Linked DNA regions of Mus musculus: all the other regions are linked to region 2. Evidence: chromatin contacts called from public promoter capture Hi-C data. All regions are on one chromosome and are shown on one strand. Each heading gives the region's core, a stretch centred on a gene start, on an enhancer-like site or on the middle of the called end of the contact. The rest is flanking DNA. Distances are from core to core; before and after follow the strand shown.

Region 1 (3,967 bases), core at 1,297-3,796, 180 kb after region 2:
TTACTGAGAGGCTCACCCATGGAACGTGGAAGAACATAAAGAGTCCCAATCAGAGTTTAGAAATGTTCCTACTTTCCAGGTCAGCTGCTGAGAACACTTGAACACAAACAGAAAGCAACACAACCTGGTCAAGATGTGCAGCAAACTGTGTTAGTGACAATCTAGAGGCTGTTATTCACAGATTAAAAACACTGCCTCACTTTCTCATAGCGGCACAGATTTGAATGTGTCTGTGGACTGCCTTTTGTTCTCAGGCTAGCTACTCTGGAGACCTTTGGGCAGCCTCTATTGATCATCAGAGCTTAGCGCTTTCTTAGTCACAAAGAAGCACAATGAGAGAGGATTTGGCAGAGTTTTGAAGAGAAAGTCTCTGTCTCTCTCTCTCCCTCCCTCTGTGTGTGTGCATCTCTCTCTCTCTCTCTCTCTCTCTCTCTCTCTCTCTCTCTCTCTCTGTGTGTGTGTGTGTGTGTGTGTGTGTAGAAGTCTCCAATGGGACTAGACACTCCTATTCTCCAGTCAGTTACTGACAGAGTGAATGGTTGTGGGATTATCATGATTAACTCACACCAGCTTAGCCAAAGGGAAACAGTTGGTGATATGTGTACTACATTTTCAAGTACCAAGAAACCACAAAACCCCAATTGTAGCGTGGACTAAGCTCACAGTTCGTGCTTTGGCTTGATAAGGCTTGATTGGGGTGGCTCTGTTCCATATTTTTATCCTCTGTTCCATGTAGCTTCTCCTAAGATCAAAGGATATTTCTTGTGGTCACGGTGACAAAAGTCTTGGAGAAAGTGACTTCATGGCAGCCCAATCAAATCCTAATCTTGGGAGTGAAACACCATTATTTCTTCTGTCTCATCCTATTGGCCCAAGAAAATTACATGGCAAACTTTACAGTAAAGTTTGAGGAAGAACAGATTCTGTCTGTGTAGTTGGGAGACGTTGGAAATGCTATGACAAAGATGCAGTGGAGCTGAGATGAGAGAAAACGGCTTAAAAGTTCAAGAATGTCCAGATATTTAATGAAGATAAATACTAATGAAATATTTGAAAACTTAATTTGTTGTGTGTATGATGTATGTATGTATGTGTGTATGATGTATGTATGTATGTGTATATGTATGCATATTGTATGTATAATGTATGTATGTGTGTGTGTGTGTAAGTGTGGATGTGCATGTATTGAAGGTGAGGACGGAAACTAAAGGTTGCCCTGTAAAAGAGATAGGGTTTCCCTTTCTTTGTGTGTTGCCACATAAGCTAAGCTGGCCCCTCCAGGGACTCTCCTGTCTCCACCTCCATCTCACAACAGGAGAACTGGTATTACAGATGTGCACAGCTGCATTCACTGAGCCATCTCTGAATCCCATTATGGAATATTTTTAAAGATCAAAAGTAGTGTGGGAATTTTCACGATGAGCAAAGCACAAACACTTGAACATTAAACTTATTTTGAAAGACAAAAACTTTTGCCATGGTTGCCTGACTCTGTCAACTTCCTAGGACTGCCACATTCAGGTTTAGGAGAAGCATAGAGAATACTTGTCCCGAGTTTGCTGTTTGTGCTCTCTTACATTTATAGCTCAAGTATCTGACAGTCCTGGAAGTCTCTGTGATATTTAATAGGAACAATCTCAAGCAAATCCTGTCATGAATTAAGCTTCCTTGAGATGTTTTCAGAAAAAAAAAAAGAAACAAGAAAAATAAAACAAGAAAAGAAAATTGAGTTTCATTCAATGGTTAGCTTAAGAGCGCCTACAAGTTCCAGGAAAATTAGAGTTTGTAAGGTAGTACAAGTGTTTTTATAGTAGCGAGGCCGAATTTCATAATGCTTTTAGATTTTTTAAATCCAGTACTTGTTTTGACAAAGTCCAGTGAAAGTCTTTTTGGAGCGGCCACAAATCATGCCATGGGTGCTTAACTTTTTATAACTGAGATCGGTGTAGGAATTCGAGAGCATCCGTTTGTGTTGGGAGACTGTCCTCCTGTCTCATTTGGTGAGTGATCTGGTAATCCTGCGGCTGAGGAGTTTGGCAACAAGAAAGTCTTCAAAGTGCCTAGGACTCCTGTGTGGGGCTGCTCTATGTCCGTGACTGTTGCAGGATTAGACCCAGGATGATTTTCAAGCAAACCGAGAGGAAAACATGACTGGATCCCAAATCCTGTCATTTAAAGTGAGAATTCTTCCTTTAGTGTGAAATGCTAGGGCCACGAGTTATTTTTCCAACTGGGACTCACTCTGAGTCATGAGGGGCAAAACTACCGTCTACTTCATTTGACACCTTTCCCTCAGCCCATGCACCTAGAAACTTACAGGATGAGGGGCTAGAGAAGTGACCAGCAACAAACCGAGCAGACACCTGTGTTCTGTAGTGCAGAATGAGAAGTGACCAACACTCATCTGTTAGTTTTACAGTGGCCCCTATGATGACCTGCTGTGGAGCCTGTCCCCACTTACAGTCACTCAGAGTTGAGTAAGGGACAGAAAGACTGTCAACAGGAAGAGGGAGGGGATCAACTCACAGTGATCTGCACATCCAGGGGGTTTGCAGGGAAACAGGAACAGAAACCAAAATGTCAGAAAAACTGAGAACAGGAGACCTCATGAGAACAGGAGACCTCATGCCATTTGAATATTAGTGTGAGCAAATGAGGTTTCTCAGGAGAGTCAACAACAACAACAAAAGCATCAGCTTCAGGAACCTCTGTGGCAATGTGGCAATGTGGCAATGTGGCAAACTCTTACTATTGCTGCTAAGTGGGCTGGTTTTGTTTTTTGTTTTTGTTTGGTGGAACATTGGCTACTTGTCCTATTGCTGAGACCAAAAGCTTGACAAGAAGGTCTAAGGGAGGATTTGCTTCAGCTCACAGTTTGAAGGTCCAACCCATTATAGTGAGGATGGCTTAGGTAAGAAGGGGTCCTGGCTGTGGCAGTGGATTCGTGAGTCCGCCTTTGCACATTTCAATGGGCCAGGAGGCAGAATATAAGGTATGATGGCATCCATGGGCTTTCTCCTTTCCCCTTATATCCCATCCATGCTCCAGCCCACTGGAAGATGCCACCCAGAAGCATGGTGGACCTTTCTTTTTTCAGTGGCTTCTCTCTAGAAAGACCTACACAGACACATCCAGAGATGTGACTCCATCGTACTTCCAAGTAGCCACTGAAGGTCAACTATCACTGTTGGGGAATGTAATTTCCTGAGAATAATCACGACTGGGGCAAATCTACAGCAAAAGAAGGAAAAAGCTGAAGCAAAGTCCATCATGCTGTTTAGAAAAGTTTAGAAGCTCTACTTCTTCAAAAATGCCTCCCTCAAAACCTATGTTATATCGTCTTAAGAGATGTAATTATGACACTTCCTTGATTTAAGAAAGTTTGGTGCATTTTCATTGCTACAAACCCAAGCTTAGACTTCCCAGTATGCCATAAAATGCCCCTTAAAATCTGGCTCCACCTACTCCCACTCAACATCCATGAATAATAAATGTTTCCTGAGCTCCTAGTCTTTTCCCTTATGGATCTGAAGGGTGCACGAAAGCCCCACCCTGCCCTGTCTCCATACTGTGCCATCTCAGGTCCTTTGTCATTTCCACTTCATCTCTTTCTCTTGCTCATTGATTATGTTGCCTCTGTCTATAGTGTACTTCCTGCTCTTTGAGAGAGAACACATCCTTAAGGACCCCGTTCATGTTAGCTCAGCACCAACGTCTTCCCTCAGCGTCCAAGTAGAAACAGTTGATTCTTTTCTCTGTACGAACAGCTCAGAGTGGGTAGTTCAGAGAGATGTACTCCCGTTCTTCAGCAAAAATTTAACGTTACTTCCCCTCTTTGTGTGCTTGTATGGGTGGGCGAGGGGAAGTGCGGAGAGGGTTATCAGATACCTGAAGGTGCGTAGAAAGACAGAGGCTGAGAAGAGGGGGATACTAGTGCTCCTTTGGCAAGGGGGAGAGGATGCTGGAG
Region 2 (3,919 bases), core at 118-2,617:
AGGATTTCGTGTGTGTGTGTGTGTGTATGTGCACTCTGCCACAGTGTGTGTCAAGGTCAAGGGACAGCTTGCAGGAATGGGTTCTCTTCTTCCACATGTAGGTCCTAGGTATCACAGGTTATCAGCCTCGGCCATGGGTGCCTCTACCTGCTAAGGCATCTCAATGGCCTATAAATCAAGATTTTTATATCCCATATCCCCGGTCCATCTTAATAATCTTCCCAGAGCTTCTGAGACCTGTTGTCTTAGACCTAAGCTCTCAAGGCTAGGTGTGGTAGTTCACACCTTTAATCTCAGCACTGGGAGGCCGAGGTAGGAGGACTGAGTTCAAGGCTAGCCTAGGTATAGCATGCTCAAGGATGGCCTAGAATACATACAAAGACGGTGTTTCAAAAAACATAAATGACCCAGTGGGTAAGAGTGTTTGCTGTGCAAGCAGTAAAGAGAGCCGCCGAGCCCTTTTTCCTCCTGATTAGAAATCAGGAGGACCTGATTTCTAATCTCCATCACCCAGGAGAAAGCCAGGGCATTCTTGCTTCCTCAGACCCAAGTCCCGGGTTCAAAACTCAGCTTAACTCCTTAGCTATATCCTTGAAGAAGTCTTTGTTAGGGGTGTTATCTGGTGGGAGGTGGGCTGCTATACCTTTTTTTTTTTTTTTTTTTTTTTTTTTTGCATTGCTATGAAAGACCCCAAATTCAGGAAACAGAATTCTGAGTCTGCTCTCTGTACTTGCTCTATGTATAGCGGCTGAATGGTGCATTGTGTAGGCCTGGGATCAGATGTGAGCTCCTCAGTTAGAGAAAGCTGTCACTCACTCCATGTAGGACTGCAGTAAAGAGAGCCGCTGAGCCCTTTTTCCACAGGGGGTCATTACTTCTTGAGACTCCTGGCTTTGTGGGTGACGGGCAGAATCCTCTCAGCCCAAGTTCCATGAACAACTTGAGGCGGTCTTTGCCCTTCCCGCTTCCCTTTGACAGTCTATGGTCTTCTTCAGCTGAGCATCGACTTCCCCTAGAGCATCTTCAAGCAGATGGGCTTCCCAGCCACCAGGAGTGGGAACTTAGCAGCTCTTCTCACCCTCCGATTCCATTCGCGGTGCTTTTGCCCTCTTGGACTCCTGGCTGTCCCGGGAGGAGGCGCGTTTGTTTTGCACGGTTGCTGTACTTTGCTTTGACTGGGGCGGAGGCGTGAACTTCCTACCTCTCACTGCCTTCTTCCTTTTCTCTTTAACACAAAGTGTAAGTACCTTTTGCAGCTGAACGTGCCTTGCGCAGGAAGTGGAGCGCAGGCTTGGATCAGCTTCTAGCAGGGGTGTGGCCTGGGCGCTGGCCCTCCTCTGACTCCAGCAACTCCTGAGGGACTGAGCAGAGCACTCCCTAGCTGAAAAGAGAGGGGCACTGGGAAGGCTCAGGCAGCTGGGCCAAGTCTGCTGTGAGAGCCCGAGGGACACACCCTGCTGGTGAGTGCTTGTGCCCTGCTATCAATTAACGTGGCAGGCACAGTACAGACTTCAGTCAAGGGCATGGGAGAAGGGCATGTTAGAGACAGGTGTGTGAGCCAGGACTGCCCTCAACACCCTGGCTTCTCACACCTGAGACGTTCTGTTAGGTGTTCAAATTACGGAAATACGGTAAGCATCATTAACTGCCTTTAGATGCAGGGTCTGCTCAGTTTTATCAAGGATCATTCTGTGTGACGGGGGAGGACGGGGGTTAATCCAGCCAATTGAAGTAAACCTCCCATCTGCGGGCTTCGTAGCAACGTTGAATGCTGTGGCGTTCAGGAGTGGACATTGCTTTATTCTTTCCAGGCTCACTAAAGTGTCTACCAGTCTAGACAGTGGCTCGGCGGGGTCTACTTTCCTGGCTGGAGAGAGATCAGGAGTTTTGGCAGCAGCCTCAAGACTGATGAAGAGATTGATTGGTCTTAGCCTGATATGGCTAATTCTTTGCAGAACTAGAAACCCAAGCTTTGTCACCCAAGATTAGGGAGTTTTCTCCCAGGCCTGATGATGCTAATATGGACCTGGCCTAAGGATAGGTCTATGGCCCATGGCTCTAAATGCTTCAAGCATGCCTGTAAGTTACCTATAGCAGCAGAGAAGGATGGGGGTGGCAGGGAGTAAGTCTGAGGAGAAAACAAAAGTCCAGGCCAGAACATGTTCATAACAGTTTGAGTGACAGTAGCCAAGAGACAGAAGCAGCCAAAGTAGCCCCTGTGAGTGAACACACACACATATGGATTATGATTCATAATCCACATGGGTTGTGATTCTGCCTCAAACAAAAGGGAAATTTGGACACAACACGGTAGGAGCTTGAGGTTGTTGAGCTAAGTAGAATGAATAGTGTCAGAGGATACATGTTGTGCGATCCCACTCCTGTGGGCCAGATTCCTGGACACAGCAGAAAGATGGCTACTAGCTAGGGCAGGGCAGGGCTTGGGGGCTCAGGAGGATGGATTTCAAGGGATGGAGAGTTCTGGAGATGGGTGAGCAAAGTGTAGACTACTCACCCATACAGGTGAGCTTAGAGATGGTTAAAATGGGGCCTTGTGCAAGCCAGGCAAGCACCCTGCTACTAAGATACAGGCCTAGCCCTCTGCAATAAGTTTTTAAATTACAAATTCTCTTTTAAAAAGGCAGAAGTGAGCAGGCTTAAAAAAAAAAAATCAGCCCTGTGGGATGAAATCTTAGAGTCTCTGTGACTTCCTCAAACTCTGACAAAACCAAACCAAAACAAATCTGACTGGTAGCTAGCCCCACTTGGGACTGGAAGTCTGTGCTGACCACCAAACTTCGTGGCGTTGTTGAGAAGCTAAGACCAGGCTGACCGTCTCCTCACTGCTGTGATTGACTTCAAGTGGCCTGTGGACCAGGACTGGGTGCCTAATGAGTAGTCTGGGGGCTTAGTGCTGTGGGTTTGCACTACAGGTGGCCACTGGAGGGGGCTCTCTGGTCTGGATGACAAATATCACTATCTAGTAGCACCCTGGCCAAGTCACCAAAGGCTCTTTCCCTCGGTTTCCTCACATAAACCTCGGTGCGAGGAGCAGGCTCGCACTTTCCCCTTCAAAAGGAGGCTAAGTTTTCCACAGTGTAGGAGGCAGCCCCTCATGATAGGCAGTGCTGTGCACAGGGGGCTGCTGTTTCTCCACCTTTATCCTTCACTTTTTCTCCTGTTTCAGTCTCTCCTCAATTTCTCCAGAGGCTCTTCCAGGCAAAGAGGGCAGGCTTTCAGCTTGGGGAGTCGTCAAACCTGGGTTTGCTGCTTTTAGAAGGGACACGGGACAGTTGTGTCTGCCATCAAGGGACACGGGACAGTTGTGTCTGCCATCAGTCCTAAAGAAGAGAGGGTTGGGATGCTGACCCTTCTGAGGTCTCATGATGAAATCTGTAAGATTTCGTCACTGATCTTCTGGGCTATCTGGGACTTCCAGTCAAGACTGAGGAAGAAAACTTAGACGAAGCTGTTCAGACTCTAAGATTTTTAAAAATAACAAGGTCACACTTAAGCAGCTGAGAACTAACAGCTCAAAGACGAGCTCGTCAAAGTGAAGAGGCTTGAGAGCAGGCCCCTACCCACTCCTGCTTCCTCCCTTATTTAGAAATCATGTGTCTTAAAAGGAACTAAAGTTACTGTTCGGGTCCCCAGGGAGAATTATTTTCTGAAGTAGGTGAATTCTCTGTTAGTTTTGTAACTAACAGCTGTCTAAAAACAGCTGTCTGGTGGCACACGTACCTTTTGAAAGTCTTCTCAGAAAAGGCTCTGTGGCAGATGACTGGCTGGCTCCATAGAAAGAAGCAGCCACAGGGAGGGCCATACGGCCACCTGCCTGCTCACCCCATCGGCACAAGTCTCTTCATTTTAGATGCTCTTGTCCCACCCAGCAGTAGTTACAAAATAAACAGAGGGCGCC
Region 3 (4,218 bases), core at 773-3,272, 160 kb before region 2:
AGCATTGATTGCTCTTCCAGAGGATACTGGGTTCAATTCCCAGCACCCACGTGGTGGCTGACAATCCTTTGTAACCCTAGTTCCAGGGGGAATCCTAGACCCTCTTTTTACCTTCTTGAGCACCAGGCTAGCGTGTGGTGCACACATGTATGTGCAGGCAAACATTCATACACATAAATCTTTGTGAAGATAAAACTAGAGTTCCAAATTCTAATTCCAGACTCCTCCTACTGTTGTGAGTCAACTTTGAATCAGAAGAGGAAGATATTAATTTGGTACCTTAATGAAAATACTTCCAGGGTAATTTAAGGGTCCTTTTTCTTGTTACTAGAGGTATGACTCAGGACCTATAATTTTAATGCGGAACTACACACCCAGTCCTAGCTGAGGAGGCTGAAAGTTTTTATACGTTTATTTTATGCATATGGGTGTTTTGTTTTGTTTTTGAGACAGAGTCTTACTATGTAGCTCTGGCTGGCCTGGAACTTACAGAGATCTGCCTGTGTCTCCAGAGTGATGAGATTAAAGGCATGTGTCACCGTTCCCGGTAATGTCTTTGCCTGCATGTATGTATGTGCACCTTATGTGTACCAATGGATGGTTGTGAGCCACTGGTGATGTAGATGCTGGGAACTGAACCAATCCAGGCCCTGTGGAAGAAACAAGTGCTGTTAGTGGTTAAGCAATCCTTCCAGCCCTAAGGGTTTTTAAAGTGTTTTTTTTTTGTTTTTGTTTTTTTTTTTTTTTTTTTTTTTTTATGTTCAGTGAAGTACAACGAAGGGCATAGACTGGCACAAGATATATCCCCCTGCATTCTTTTTTAATTTTTACTCTTAGATTTTTCTCTGTCAGGGCGAGAGAGATGGCTCGCAGTTAAAACGTATTTGCTGTTCTTGCAGAGAGCTAGAGTTGGCTTCTCGGCACTCACAAGGGTATGGCCCCACCTGCCTCTAACTCCACTCTAGGACATTCAGGTCTTCAGGCACCAGGCCTCACATGCACATATACACATGCAAATACATACATACATATGAATAATTAAAATACTAAGAAGAAAGCTGTGTTTAAAGGCTGGAGACATGTTGCTCCGCCAGGGGACCTGAGGTCATTTCCCAGCACACACAAGGCAGGTCATAACTTTGTGTAACTCAAGTTATAGGGACTTCAGTCCCCTCTGTTGGCCTTACCACTAGGCATAAACACACGCAGCACACACACATACATATGTGCAAACAAAACATTCATACACATAAAATAAGATTTTAGAATCTCTTCTAAAAAATTAAAAATAATTTTTAAAAAAATTAGTTATCAAAGAATATTAAAGGTAATTGTTTCCTGAGTTCTAAATCTGTAATGATTTTATTGTTTTGGTGGTTGATAATTGCATAAAATATATTTGATGATAAAATAAATATATACTAGATAGTAAAAGTATAAAATCCAATATGGAGCTACACAGCTTCGGAATGACTATGCTAAAAGTACAAAAGTACATTGGGCTGTTTAGTCTTTGGGGTCAGATTAATTTTGGTTTTTGTTGTTGTTTGCAACATTTTATAATAAAGTTCATTTAAAAGAACAAAAACCCTAATTTTGTAAAGAAAATTCTTCTAGAATTACATACACAGCTATTGCACAAATATATTTTCAGTGTTCCTAGACTGACTTGGCATTAGAAGTGTATCTTTTTTGTTTTGTTCTTGTTTTTTCGAGACAGGGTTTCTCTGTGTAGCCCTGGCTGTCCTGGAACTCACTCTGTAGACCAGGTTGGCTTCGAACTCAGAAATCCGCCTGCCTCTGCCTCCCGAGTTCTGGGATTAAAGGCGTGCGCTACCACGCCGGGCAGAAGTGTATCTTGTTGCCAAAGGGTTTGGGTTTTTGTTCAGAGCTGCCGACATGAAAGAACATCTCAAATTCTTTCAGCCCAAGGGCTGGCGTGTGCTCCTGCTGACGAGAATTGGCTGTCTGCAGCCACCGTCTCCTTCAGGAGGTCTCATCCAATCAGAACTGCGCAGGAAGGGGCGGGCCTGAGGAGCGCGCAGTGTGCTTTCTGCTGAACCTTCTTGCTGGTTTCAGCATGGAGGAAATTTATGCTAAGTTCGTGTCTCAGAAAATTAGCAAAACCCGCTGGCGGCCAGTGCCTTCCGGGAGCCTGCAGACCACAGAGACCTTTGCCACGGGCTCTTGGGACAATGAGGTACCGGGTTTGGGCGGGCCCCGGCTGCTCTGCTCCACGCCCCCCGCGCTGGCGCGCGAAAGCGGGCTTGCTGGTCTGGTTTAGCTGCCCGCTACTTGAGAGCCCTGGTGGTGTGTCTGAGCCTGGGATCTGGTTTTAAACCCTCACCAAGTCTGTAGTCATACCGTCCAAACTTGGCCATATCTCTGATCTTTTCAACTCTTAACCATATCGTTTGTCTGAGATGCTATTGAAGCAAGGTCGCCCGAAAGGCAATCTGAATCTGACTTTCCTAGAGTTGATGTTTTCGTCACCTCAAGCTAAAACTGTCTGCTTTGCAGGAAAATTGCGTTTCACTGTGGTCTATTGGAGATTTTGGAAACTTGGATTCTGACGGAGGGTTTGAAGGAGACCATCAGTTACTGTGCGATATTAGACATCATGGGGATGTCATGGATTTACAGGTAAATCTGATTGTCTGCCAAAGCTAATTTAGGAAATTTGAGACTATTTAGAGGTAACAAGGCACCTTATAGTTTGTCTACCCTTACCCCTGATTTACAGCACTAATCTCTATGAATTTAAATTTGCCATGCCATCATATTAGGCACTTAGTCTCAGAAGTGGGGCTGGGAAATGGAATTCAGGTAAATCAGTTTGAAAATGAATTGCCCAAACCGGGCATGGTGGTACAAGCCTCTAATTCCAGTTCTTGGGATGCAGAGGCAGGAGGGATCTCAAAGCTAGTCAGGGCTACATATACATAGCAAGACCTTATCTTAAATAACAATATTTGTCCATCTATGTGCCAAACGATGTTTGGTAAGTTTTATACAGGTATGTTAATTTAGACTACATGTCTGTGAGTCAGGTTTATCATTTCATGTTGGGATGAAGATAATCTCAGCACTTATGAGAGCTAGGCAAGAACTCTCTGCTTTGAGTGTCTGTATCCCCACCCTCAAGTAAGACTCACTGCTTCGCTGATCAGATGGATGGACAGGGTCTTTTGAACATACATGGTAAATATCGTGTGGGATTATTCTTATGTCATTCTTTAACAACTTGGTAGAAATTAGCGTTTATATTAGTCCCAGCTACTTAGGAAACTGAGACAACAGGAGGTCAAGATGAGTTTGGGCATCAGAGACAAACCCACACACACATAAGCACACCCCAATCCAAAAAAAAAAAATCGTGCTGGGCGGGGTGGCGCAGGCCTTTAATCCCAGCACTTGGGAGGCAGAGGCAGGATTTCTGAGTTCAAGGCCAGCCTGGTCTACAGAGTGAGTTCCAGGACAGCCAGGGCTATACAGTGAAACCCTTTCTCAAAAAACCAAAAAAAAAAAAAGTATGGGGGCTGGTGAGATGGCTCAGTGGGTAAGAGCACCTGACTGTTCTTCCGAAGGTCCAGAGTTCAAATCCCAGCAACCACATGGTGGCTCACAACCATCCGTAACAAGATCTGACTCCCTCTTCTGGTGTGTCTGAAGACAGCTACAGTGTATTTACATATAATAAATAAATAAATCTTTAAAAAAAAAAAAAAAAAAAGTATGTATTCAGATGTCCTGTATTTTACTTGGTAAAAAGCTGTCTATACTTAGGAATGAAATATTTCTAAACTTTTATTATTGTGGCCCAAAATAAAAGATCTGGAGTAAAATTTTAAGCTTACTCTTTATCTTTCATGAAAAATTTTGTTATGTACGAAAATTTTTACTTTTCGATGTTAACACATTTTATTTGCTTTGTGTGTGTGTGGAGGGGGGGCTATTTGCTTCTTTAAATTTGTACAGGGTTTGCTATTAGTCAAGTTGAACCAGTGGACTTTTCCCCCCTGTTAATATGTTCAAGTAATCTATAATAATAAGCAGAAATCTTCTGTTTAGTTTTTTGACCAGGAAAGAATTGTAGCTGCTTCGTCAACAGGCTGTGTAACAGTTTTTCTTCACCATCCAAATAACCAGGTAAAGAACTCTGTGGGAAAGAACACTCGTCTTTTTAACTGTTCCTGGGGAGGCTTACAGAAGATTGTG

The links. Promoter capture Hi-C pulls out the DNA fragments that hold promoters and counts their contacts.
Region 1: a promoter capture Hi-C map of neutrophils shows a contact between it and region 2, with 2.1 times the contacts expected there. The contact joins the enhancer-like site here to the promoter of Zc3h12d in region 2. A contact is called at or near these places in 7 of 39 promoter capture datasets (the 3T3-L1 cell line, the C10 cell line, embryonic stem cells and 3 more), 1 of 115 datasets of contacts at active chromatin or transcription factors (CD8 T cells) and 1 of 9 other capture datasets (embryonic stem cells).
Region 3: a promoter capture Hi-C map of macrophages shows a contact between it and region 2, with 5 read pairs. The contact joins the promoter of Nup43 here to the promoter of Zc3h12d in region 2. A contact is called at or near these places in 2 of 39 promoter capture datasets (cranial neural crest and macrophages), 4 of 115 datasets of contacts at active chromatin or transcription factors (the 230-238 cell line, effector CD8 T cells, embryonic stem cells and 1 more) and 3 of 9 other capture datasets (adipose tissue, liver and pancreatic islet).

The regions. Positions count from the first base shown.
Region 1 is chr10:8,007,540-8,011,506 of GRCm38.p6, forward strand. No RefSeq gene overlaps it. Among named protein-coding and RNA genes, the nearest start is that of Gm30820, 30 kb to the left of the region's middle. Within about 2 kb of position 2,547, at least 31 of the 459 cell types and tissues checked have an H3K27ac peak or open chromatin away from gene starts, as enhancers often do. A contact at or near this core is called in neutrophils, where this site is marked.
Region 2 is chr10:7,831,103-7,835,021 of GRCm38.p6, forward strand. It overlaps Zc3h12d (zinc finger CCCH type containing 12D), which reads left to right and starts at 1,368. Exons shown (of 6, transcript NM_172785.3): 1 at 1,368-1,460.
Region 3 is chr10:7,665,482-7,669,699 of GRCm38.p6, forward strand. Nup43 (nucleoporin 43) reads left to right here and starts at 2,023. Exons shown (of 8, transcript NM_145706.2): 1 at 2,023-2,200; 2 at 2,521-2,643; 3 at 4,072-4,149. The coding sequence starts at 2,081. It also overlaps a transcript of Pcmt1 not described here.